Regions from separate parts of the Mus musculus genome. Here all the other regions are linked to region 3. The links are chromatin contacts, called in public Hi-C and promoter capture Hi-C maps. All regions are on one chromosome and are shown on one strand. The core of a region is the stretch at or near the end of the contact, and the rest is flanking DNA. Distances in the headings are between cores, read along the strand shown. Region 1 has its middle 19 kb from the start of Glul. Region 2 has its middle 28 kb from the start of Gm30327. Region 3 has its middle 51 kb from the start of Zfp648.

Region 1 (2,700 bases), core at 201-2,700, 230 kb before region 3:
ATCCTGAGCTAAAAAGTAAAATCTTATCTCAAAAGCAAGTAAACAAACAAAAAAATAGACAGATGAGGGGGTTCACTCCTGCAATCTCGGCACTTGGAGAGGAGATGGAGGGCTACCTTGTTTCAGGGGGATACAAAGTTTTTTAATTGTAGAAGCATGTACATAAATTATTTTGGTACGCTAGATCAAGCTCTCTTAAACAGCAACTCCTTGGTCAGTCCTTCTGCTCTTCAGCAAGAAAGCTAAATCCTCTGCAGAAATTATAAAGAGAGAGAGAGAGAGAGAAAGAAAAGAAAAGAAGAGAAAAGAAAAGAAAAGAAAAGAAAAGAAAAGAAAAGAAAAGAAAAGAAAAGAAAAGAAAAGAAAAGAAAAACCCAGGAAATGCAAAAATGTGTTGTGGTTTTGTTGAAGTGTTCTCAGGAGCGACTCTTAACTGGGCCTTATTGATATTTCTGTTAGAATAACGGGGACCTGGGAGCCATGGACATCCCCCGGGGGATAAGGTAACTGGAAGTCCCTCCTAGGCATCTTGGAGGCTCTGCCCTTTTGCTCAGAGAACAACCTTGAGGATAGGGATGTAGCTCTGTGGTCGAGTGCTTGTATAGCATAAAGAAAGGTAAACACACGCACAGAGGAAACTTCTAGATGCTACTGAACTAATGTAGATTATTGTAATGTTTTTGGGAGACCTCCAGCACTAGTAACAGGATAGATTAGCATAAGCTTTGGCCCTGGTCCTTATGGTCCTTAGTCCCCTGGTTTCTTTTTGCCTCCTGTCTTTGTCAGGCTCCCTCTACAGATCTGGCAGAATCCCTTTGAAGAGATGGAGAACTGGGGTTTAAAACTACTTTGGTAGAATGTCCTCTTAGCATGTACAAGGCCCTGGGTTTGATTCCCAGCACTGCACAAATCAGGTTTGATGTCACACCACCTGTAATTTCAGCTCTTGGCTTGGGGGGGGGCCTGTCTGTCTGTCTGTCTGTCTGTCTCTGTCTCTGTCTCTCTCTCTCTGTCTCTCTCTCTCTCTCTCTCTCTCTCTCTCTCTGTGTGTGTGTGTGTGTGTGTGTGTGTGTGTGTGTGTGTGTGTGTGTGTGTGTGTGTGAAAGTAGAATCAAAAGTAAATCAACACCAGCCTGGGCTACTTGAAACCTTGGGGAGAGGGAGGGAGAGAGGGAGGAAGAGGGAGAAGACAGAAAGGGAGGGGGGAGAGAGAGATTGAAAGATAGATAGACTGACTGACTGACTGACTGACAGACAGACAGACAGGCTAATACAGGTAGAACATGTAAGTGTTGGTTCCAAGTTGTGTCCATCCTCAGTCTCCCTACCCCACCCCACCACCCACCCCCAGCCACCAGCCTCATCAACCCCCAGAGAAGCCCAGGCTCTTCCTCTCCATGCTGGGCTTCACAGCCTGGCAGGGCAGGCAGCAGGTTGTTTTGCTTTCGTAAGCCATATTATGTAAGTAACATCTTGAACATGGAGCTGAGCCAACCTAGAGGTCACATCAGGAGGGAAAAGGGGAAAGAGGCTATTCAAGGAAGTGGAAAGAGAATGAGGACAGGGAATAAGAGGGGAGAAGGAGAAAAATAGAGGTGAGAGTGGTAATGAGAGGTGAGAGTGGGATGAGATTCTTTAACATCTGCTGCCTGTTCATAGTTCTCAGTCCCGAGAGACGGAATATATTAGCATGAAAAGTACTCTCTTCATTTTATCTGGGCACTAGGTCATCTTTTAGCTCTCACTCTGTGTACTGAACTGTATGCCAGCAGCCTGCAGGTATCACCCTAGGGTCTATTTCAAGGGCAGTGGCAGGCTGATACAATGCATGCCTAGTGTCCTGGTAGGGAATAAACAGGCCTACTCTTGTGGAATGTTGTCCTGCCAGCATTGGAATGCTTAGACCTTAGCAGAGTTCCACTTGTGAAGCTACAGGGAAGCTATCATCCTCACCTCTGCTCCTGCAAGCCCACTAAGCTCACTCTCACCCTGCTCCTGCAAGCCCACTAAGGTCACCCTCACCCCTGCTCCTGAAAACTCATTAAGGTCACCCTCACCCCTGTTACTGCAAGCCCACTAAGCTCACCCTCACCCCTGTTCCTGCAAACCCACTAAGCTCACCCTCACCCTGCTCCTGCAGGCCCACTAAGCTCACTAGCACCCTCCAAGCCCGACTTAGGTGGAATAGTTATTTTAGTCTGGTGTTGGTGTACTATATAAAGTGAGTACACATTTGTTCACCCACGTGGTGGATTACAACCGTCTGAAACTTCAGTTCCAGGGGATCCAGCACCCTCAAAACAAAGTAGCTAGATGGTTAAGAGTGTTGTCTAATCTTCCAGAAGTCCTGCCCTCAGTTCAACCAAATCCTCACAACTAATTGTGAGTCAATCCAAGGCTCTTTTCTGAAAGCTCTGAAGGCTCCTGCACTCATGTGGCATATACATAGTGCATGCATACATGAATAAATGTTTAAAGTTCCCCAAATTAACAACAACAACAACAAAATGGAGCCAGGTGATGGTGGTGCTCGCCTTTTATCCCAGCACTCAGAAGGCAGGGTGATCTCTGAGTTTGAGGCCAACCTGGTGTACAGAGCCGAGTTCCAGGGCACCACACAGGCAGTGCATCGTATCCTGGCCAAGCTTCTGTCCTTGGTGTCACCACCAAGTTTACTAAAGGTGGTTCCAGAACGACATT
Region 2 (2,772 bases), core at 109-2,608, 190 kb before region 3:
AAAACAAAAACAAAAACAAACCAAAAAACAAAAAACAAAAACAAAAACAAAAAAAACCTAGAGTTCTATGTAAGTCAAAGTCCCGCCTCCTCCTTCTTCCTTTCGAACCTTAACAGGGTTCTAAACTCTACTGAGTGGAGGAAACTCTCTCCTTTCTAGCTCCCAGTGATAGGATAATACCAGCTCCCTAGAAACAAAAAGCTAAGCCGTCTGGCCAAATGTGCTTTCTTTCCCACGACAGAGTCTCCTTGCAAGTCACAGCTCTTTCTTGTTTAAAACCCTGCATCCTGAGAGGTCTAGAAAGGCACGGTGTAAAGCTGGCGACCTTTTAAGATTTGTAAATCTCCATTAGGATATTGCTCAGGGTTTTATCTGAGACCCGGCTTTTGTTTGTCGCCCAGTGGACTTTCCTACATGCATATCTGTTGCTTAAAAAATGCAAGCAATTTACACAATCCCTGGCTCCAGATCCTACACTTGAGAACAAGGCGGCATTGTGCAAGCAGAGCTCTCTCTAGCTTTGAATTCGTTGTGTCCTAGATTTACTTATGGAAGTAGGCAGTACAAAGAAGGGATGACTTGTTAAAATTTTTACAATTCAATAACAAAGCTGACATTCAAATCTATAACTGATTTCTGGGTCATTGCTCTCCAGGCACCAGATTAGATATGGTGTGTTCACGAAGTACTAGCAGGATGCCTTCAGCTGACTGGAGCTTTCTGTTGCTAATTCCAGGGAGGGTCACATCCGCACTGTTAAGGCCAGTTGTAATTTAGAGAAAAACATGCTGTTCAATTGAATAAGAAGATATAGTAATGGTTTGAAGAGGAAAACTCAAATAAATGAAATGTTAGAATTTTTTTTTTAAACTTCAGGTCATAGGTATCATTTGGAGAGAGAATCATGTAACAGTCGATAATAATTAAAAAGCAATTATCCAGGTGTGGTGGTGCACGCCTTTAATCTCAGCCTTCAGGAGGCAGAATGAGGCAATCTCTGTGAGTCTGAGGCCTGGCTGGTCTACACAGCGAGTTCCAAGCCAAATGGGAGCACCTTGTCTCAAAATAACTAGCTAATTAACTAAACAAAAAATGACAACAAAAAAGAACTAAAATTTCTGGTGGCCAGATATGGTGCTGTATGCCCTAAGTGACAATCAAGTCTTTTTTTTTTTTTTTTTGGTTTTTCGAGACAGGGTTTCTCTATATAGCCCTGGCTGTCCTGGAACTCACTCTGTAGACCAGGCTGGCCTCGAACTCAGAAATCTGCCTGCCTCTGCCTCTCAAGTGCTGGGATTAAAGCTGTGTGCCACCACACCTGGTGACGATTGAGTCTTATTGGTTGTTCAAGGGAACTCAAAATTGGTTCACAGGAAGCTGTTGGCTCCTCTTTTGCACAACCTGTCACCCTACCTTCACTGGTCCCTGCGTTCTTATCTTGGCTTGGTGGAGGAGGTGATATCCCTCCCCCGAGAATCCCCTTGGGGTGGTCTTCAGGTCATAGTGTTCTAATGTTAGAAATGAATCCGTGGTGGAGGTCTCCCTAGACAACATGCCTCTGGCACTTCCCCAGCAATCGCCTGGGAAATGCCAGAGAAGGGAAAGACCTGAACCAGAAAAAGTCAGCCTTGCTTCCCAGGGAGTTGTTAAATAGTTATGGGATTCCAGGCCCAGGATTTATGCCCACTGCTGAGTTGTTTTTGTGGTCCCTACTCAAATACACTATTGGTCTGTGTCTTTCCATCTTCTGAGCCTGGGGAATGCTGGGCCCGTGCCTAGGCAGAGGTCAGCTGGCACTTGGAAAGACTGAGCAGGAGGCTTCTTTTCTTCATAGTTAATATGATCTCGTCACTTCAGGGACTTAAACTCAGGTCTATTAAGCCCCAGATTCAATTCTTCTGGAAAATATCATCTGTCTAGGGCTCTTCTTTCTGGGCAGTAAAAGTACTACCAATTCTGTTTTAGTGTAATTGCTAGCAGCTGGCTGCTATTCCTTCTTGTCCTAGACCACAAGGGCCAAGCAAGGGTTGGGGTCAGGCCTTCACCACCACATAAAGCACTCATCTTGTAGGCTCTGCTCTTGCTTCAGCCCACCCCGGGCACACACATGACAGATCTGTCCCTCCCTCTTTAAAGACACGGTTGGAATGCTTCTGTGAATTTTCATCTACAGTCTAGCCATTGTATCAAGTGCGCACTAAAGCTCAACATTTGCCTAGAGGAAACAAGGAAGTGCTGTTGGGGCTCCTTTAAGAACTTGTTTATGTCTCTAGCTGGCCGGCTGCCTTCTGTTGTTCCAGCCATGTTTATGACACAGGCTCACCCTTCTGCTCCTTGTTTTGAAGGCCTTGCTGGGGGACACTCACACTGAGAGTCAGTGTCTCAGCCTTTTCCCAGTCGTCGTCGGGGACAAATGTGTATGTTAGTTTGGGCCGCGGTGCCTGCTTAGTCCTGCCAGTGTTTTGAGCCAGGCCACCTTCTCAGCACAGCACGTCTTTGGCCCAAATGTACCAGAACATTTTCCTCAGGAATGTGAACCTGAGTTCTTGCAGATTTCAGGAGTGCATAATTACAAACAGAAAAAGAGAGAAAGAAAGAAAGAAAGGAAGAAAGAAAGAAAGAAAGAAAGAAAGAAAGAAAGAAAGAAAGAAAGAAAGAAAGAAAGAAAGAAAGAAAGAAAGAAAGAAAGGGCAGCAACTGCCTTGAAACACAGGAGACAAATTCTTGAGGAAGACCAGGAAAGCTAGTTGTCTGTCGAAAGCCCCAAGGACA
Region 3 (2,700 bases), core at 98-2,597:
GTCCAGTCAGTAGATAGATGAGGGTGTGGGCGTGTTTGGTAATTGCACAGCACTGCCAAGATCAACAGTTCGCGTGCACAATTATTCATTAATCTAAATACATGTAGAACAGAAGCGCTCGGTACCAGGACTGAAAGCCCTATGACCAGTGCTGCATTCCTGATAAAATCGCCAGCATTAGTTTGACCTCTAAGGCGAGACCTCTGAGGGAAACTGTTGAACGAATAAATGGATGGAGCCCCCATCCAAAGACCTTCCTGTTTCTGCTGATAGAAACTGTATCTCTTTCATATTTCTTTCATAGTTACTACCTAGCTTCTACTAACTCACCAGGGTAGGTGGATCACTCCCAGAAGGGTACCACTCAGATGGAGCAGGGACTTCATCCCAATCCCTGGTTCTTCAAGAACCAGACAAGCAGAGTGAGTGCCCGAGGAGATTTGAGGTGGAAGACCACAGGGGGAGTGAGATCTACAGCCAGTAGAGAGTAGGAGTCATTTTAACAGGAACACCAGCTGCTGCTAGTCAGCTAGAACAAGTTAGGATTAAGGCAGAGGGAGGGAGAGAGAGAGAGAGAGAGAGAAAGAGAGAGAGAGAGAGAGAGAGAGAGAGAGAGAGAGAGAGAGAGAGAGAGAGAGAGAAAGAGAGAAAGAGAGAAAGAGAGAAAGAGAGAGAGAGAGATGCAGATTTGTGTTTTCAGCCAAGTGATGCACCACTGTCTGAAGTTCTCCTTCTCACCACCACATGCCTAGGACTCAGCAGGATCAGACTGGTACCTGTATAGAGGAGAAGGCAGGCAGTATTATTTAGTAAGACATAGAGCCCCTTCCCCAATTGCCTTTTGTGATGGACATGACATTGAATTCTGAGATCTCTGTATTTAAAAGAGGGAATGTCTCTGTTCCCACAGACAAGACAAGGTGGCAAAGAGTGTCAGGTGTCAGGGCACCCCTCCCCCAATACACACACACACTTCTGACAGCTCTGGTGTTCACCTGTAGGCTAATCTCTGCCCACAGGCCTGGACCAGGCTTGACAACAGCTCCTCCCTCAGACCGCCCCAGCCCTGCTGGGTGGCGGTTGATGATTCCCTGGCTGTTTGTTCTGCTAGAGGAGACAGAAGACTGCAGTGTGCTGGAATCCTGCCCTGCCCACTCTGCACAGCTGCCTCCCCCAGCACATGGAAGCTGCTGAGCAGACAGAGAATCAAAGATGATTACGGGCTGCTGGAAAACCGTGCGCTTCTGCCTGGCTGCATCTGCCTGCCAAGCTGTTATGTAAGCCACAGACCCGTTCAGGCCTGGAACCAAACAATGCTGCTGACAGCCCTTCTGTGACCTGCTTATCAGCTAAGCTGCCAGAAACCCTGCCTCACCTGGAGCACACCTGCCCCTTGAGAACTTTGCCCATCCTGCGCTGACAAGCCATTTTCATATTTGTTTTGGGGTTTCCCTGTCTCTGCTCCCTTCCAGCACAGACATATGGGTGGGTCAGGGCCAAGAGTTGACTTTGGTCAGATTCCAAGTGACTAAGACATTTAACTCTGGAAAGCTTCGTTTCACAACCCAGGGGTTGTTTTTCAGCCTCCTAAGTGAATAATTCACTTTGGCTGTTTAGACACTAGAGCTGAACTCCTGGAGCCCCCAGATGACCTCCTGCCTGGAGAGGGACTGACCGATCTGCTCTGATAACCAAAAACTTATTTAGGGATCCTAGATATGCCCCACAGCCAAAGGCACCAAATTTGATGCCGAAGAACTTTACTTCCAGCATGTCCATGACTCGGTTAAATTTGTTGGTTTCTCAGCACTTCAGTTTCTTAGGTCTCTCTCTCTCTCTCTCTCTCTCTCTCTCTCTCTCTATTGTAATGCAGATGTCTGCAGTAGGCACACAGGAAAATTCAAGCTGAAATATTAGCTGTGCCCACGTTCTTTAAGCATACGTATTCATGTATGCAAGTATGTACTTGTTTTTGCATAGTGTGGCTTCCCTAGGTTGATAGCCGGTACCTTTCTCTTTCTCTCCACTCTATATATCGAGACAAAGTCTTGCAGTTGAACCCAGAACTCACACATGTAACTACTCTGGCTAGTCACCTTGCTCCAGAGAACCCCTGTCTCCAATTTCTGATCACTGGGATTACAACAGGGGGGTGGCCACCCTCATCCAGACTTTGTGCCGGTTCTGGGAATCCAAACTTCAATCTTCATGCTTGCATGGCAAGAATTTTAAATGCTAAGCCATCCTTTTAGCCTTTATTTTCAGCATTTCCAGAAGTATTGCCATTGCATCTGAAACCAGCTCCCAGTCCCACCAGTGTTGATGGTGTTTATGCAGGACATAGGCATTCAAACCTAGATGACACGGGTTTTCATTACTCTCCTTTTTGCGATCATAACTGGTGGTACCCCAGAGTCTGGGCTCATATGTTGGGACTTGGACCTTGGAGTTGGGTTTAACTCTGATCAGAGGCCATAAGACCTGTGCTGTAGCTTGAACCTCGCTGCATAACTGGACTGTCTTGAGCTCCTTTTTTTCCTGCATCACTTTATAATGCACAGGCTCTAAGGGGTCCCATTCCGACGTTGGCTGATGGCTGACCATATTCACCTTCATCTGTTCCAGCCTGGAAAGGGTGAGTAGGAGAGTCTCCATTGCTGAGAACAGTCTATTAGCTAGGATCTTAAATCTTTGGACTCA

Evidence for each region. Promoter capture Hi-C pulls out the DNA fragments that hold promoters and counts their contacts. A called contact is a pair of places that touch in the nucleus more often than the background predicts.
Region 1: a promoter capture Hi-C map of liver shows a contact between it and region 3. The contact joins two enhancer-like sites. A contact is called at or near these places in 1 of 39 promoter capture datasets (liver), 25 of 115 datasets of contacts at active chromatin or transcription factors (the 230-238 cell line, astrocytes, bone marrow-derived macrophages and 17 more) and 3 of 9 other capture datasets (adipose tissue, liver and pancreatic islet).
Region 2: a contact with region 3 is called in a Hi-C map of uterus. The contact joins two enhancer-like sites. A contact is called at or near these places in 2 of 484 Hi-C or Micro-C datasets (nephron progenitors and uterus) and 3 of 115 datasets of contacts at active chromatin or transcription factors (astrocytes and fibro-adipogenic progenitors).

The regions. Positions count from the first base shown.
Region 1 is chr1:153,917,256-153,919,955 of GRCm38.p6, forward strand. No RefSeq gene overlaps it. Among named protein-coding and RNA genes, the nearest start is that of Glul, 19 kb to the left of the region's middle. Within about 2 kb of position 1,451, at least 21 of the 459 cell types and tissues checked have an H3K27ac peak or open chromatin away from gene starts, as enhancers often do. A contact at or near this core is called in adipose tissue, hepatocytes and liver, where this site is marked.
Region 2 is chr1:153,961,878-153,964,649 of GRCm38.p6, forward strand. No RefSeq gene overlaps it. Among named protein-coding and RNA genes, the nearest start is that of Gm30327, 28 kb to the right of the region's middle. Within about 2 kb of position 1,359, at least 54 of the 459 cell types and tissues checked have an H3K27ac peak or open chromatin away from gene starts, as enhancers often do. A contact at or near this core is called in astrocytes and uterus, where this site is marked.
Region 3 is chr1:154,149,179-154,151,878 of GRCm38.p6, forward strand. No RefSeq gene overlaps it. Among named protein-coding and RNA genes, the nearest start is that of Zfp648, 51 kb to the right of the region's middle. Within about 2 kb of position 1,348, at least 171 of the 459 cell types and tissues checked have an H3K27ac peak or open chromatin away from gene starts, as enhancers often do. A contact at or near this core is called in adipose tissue, astrocytes, hepatocytes and 2 more, where this site is marked.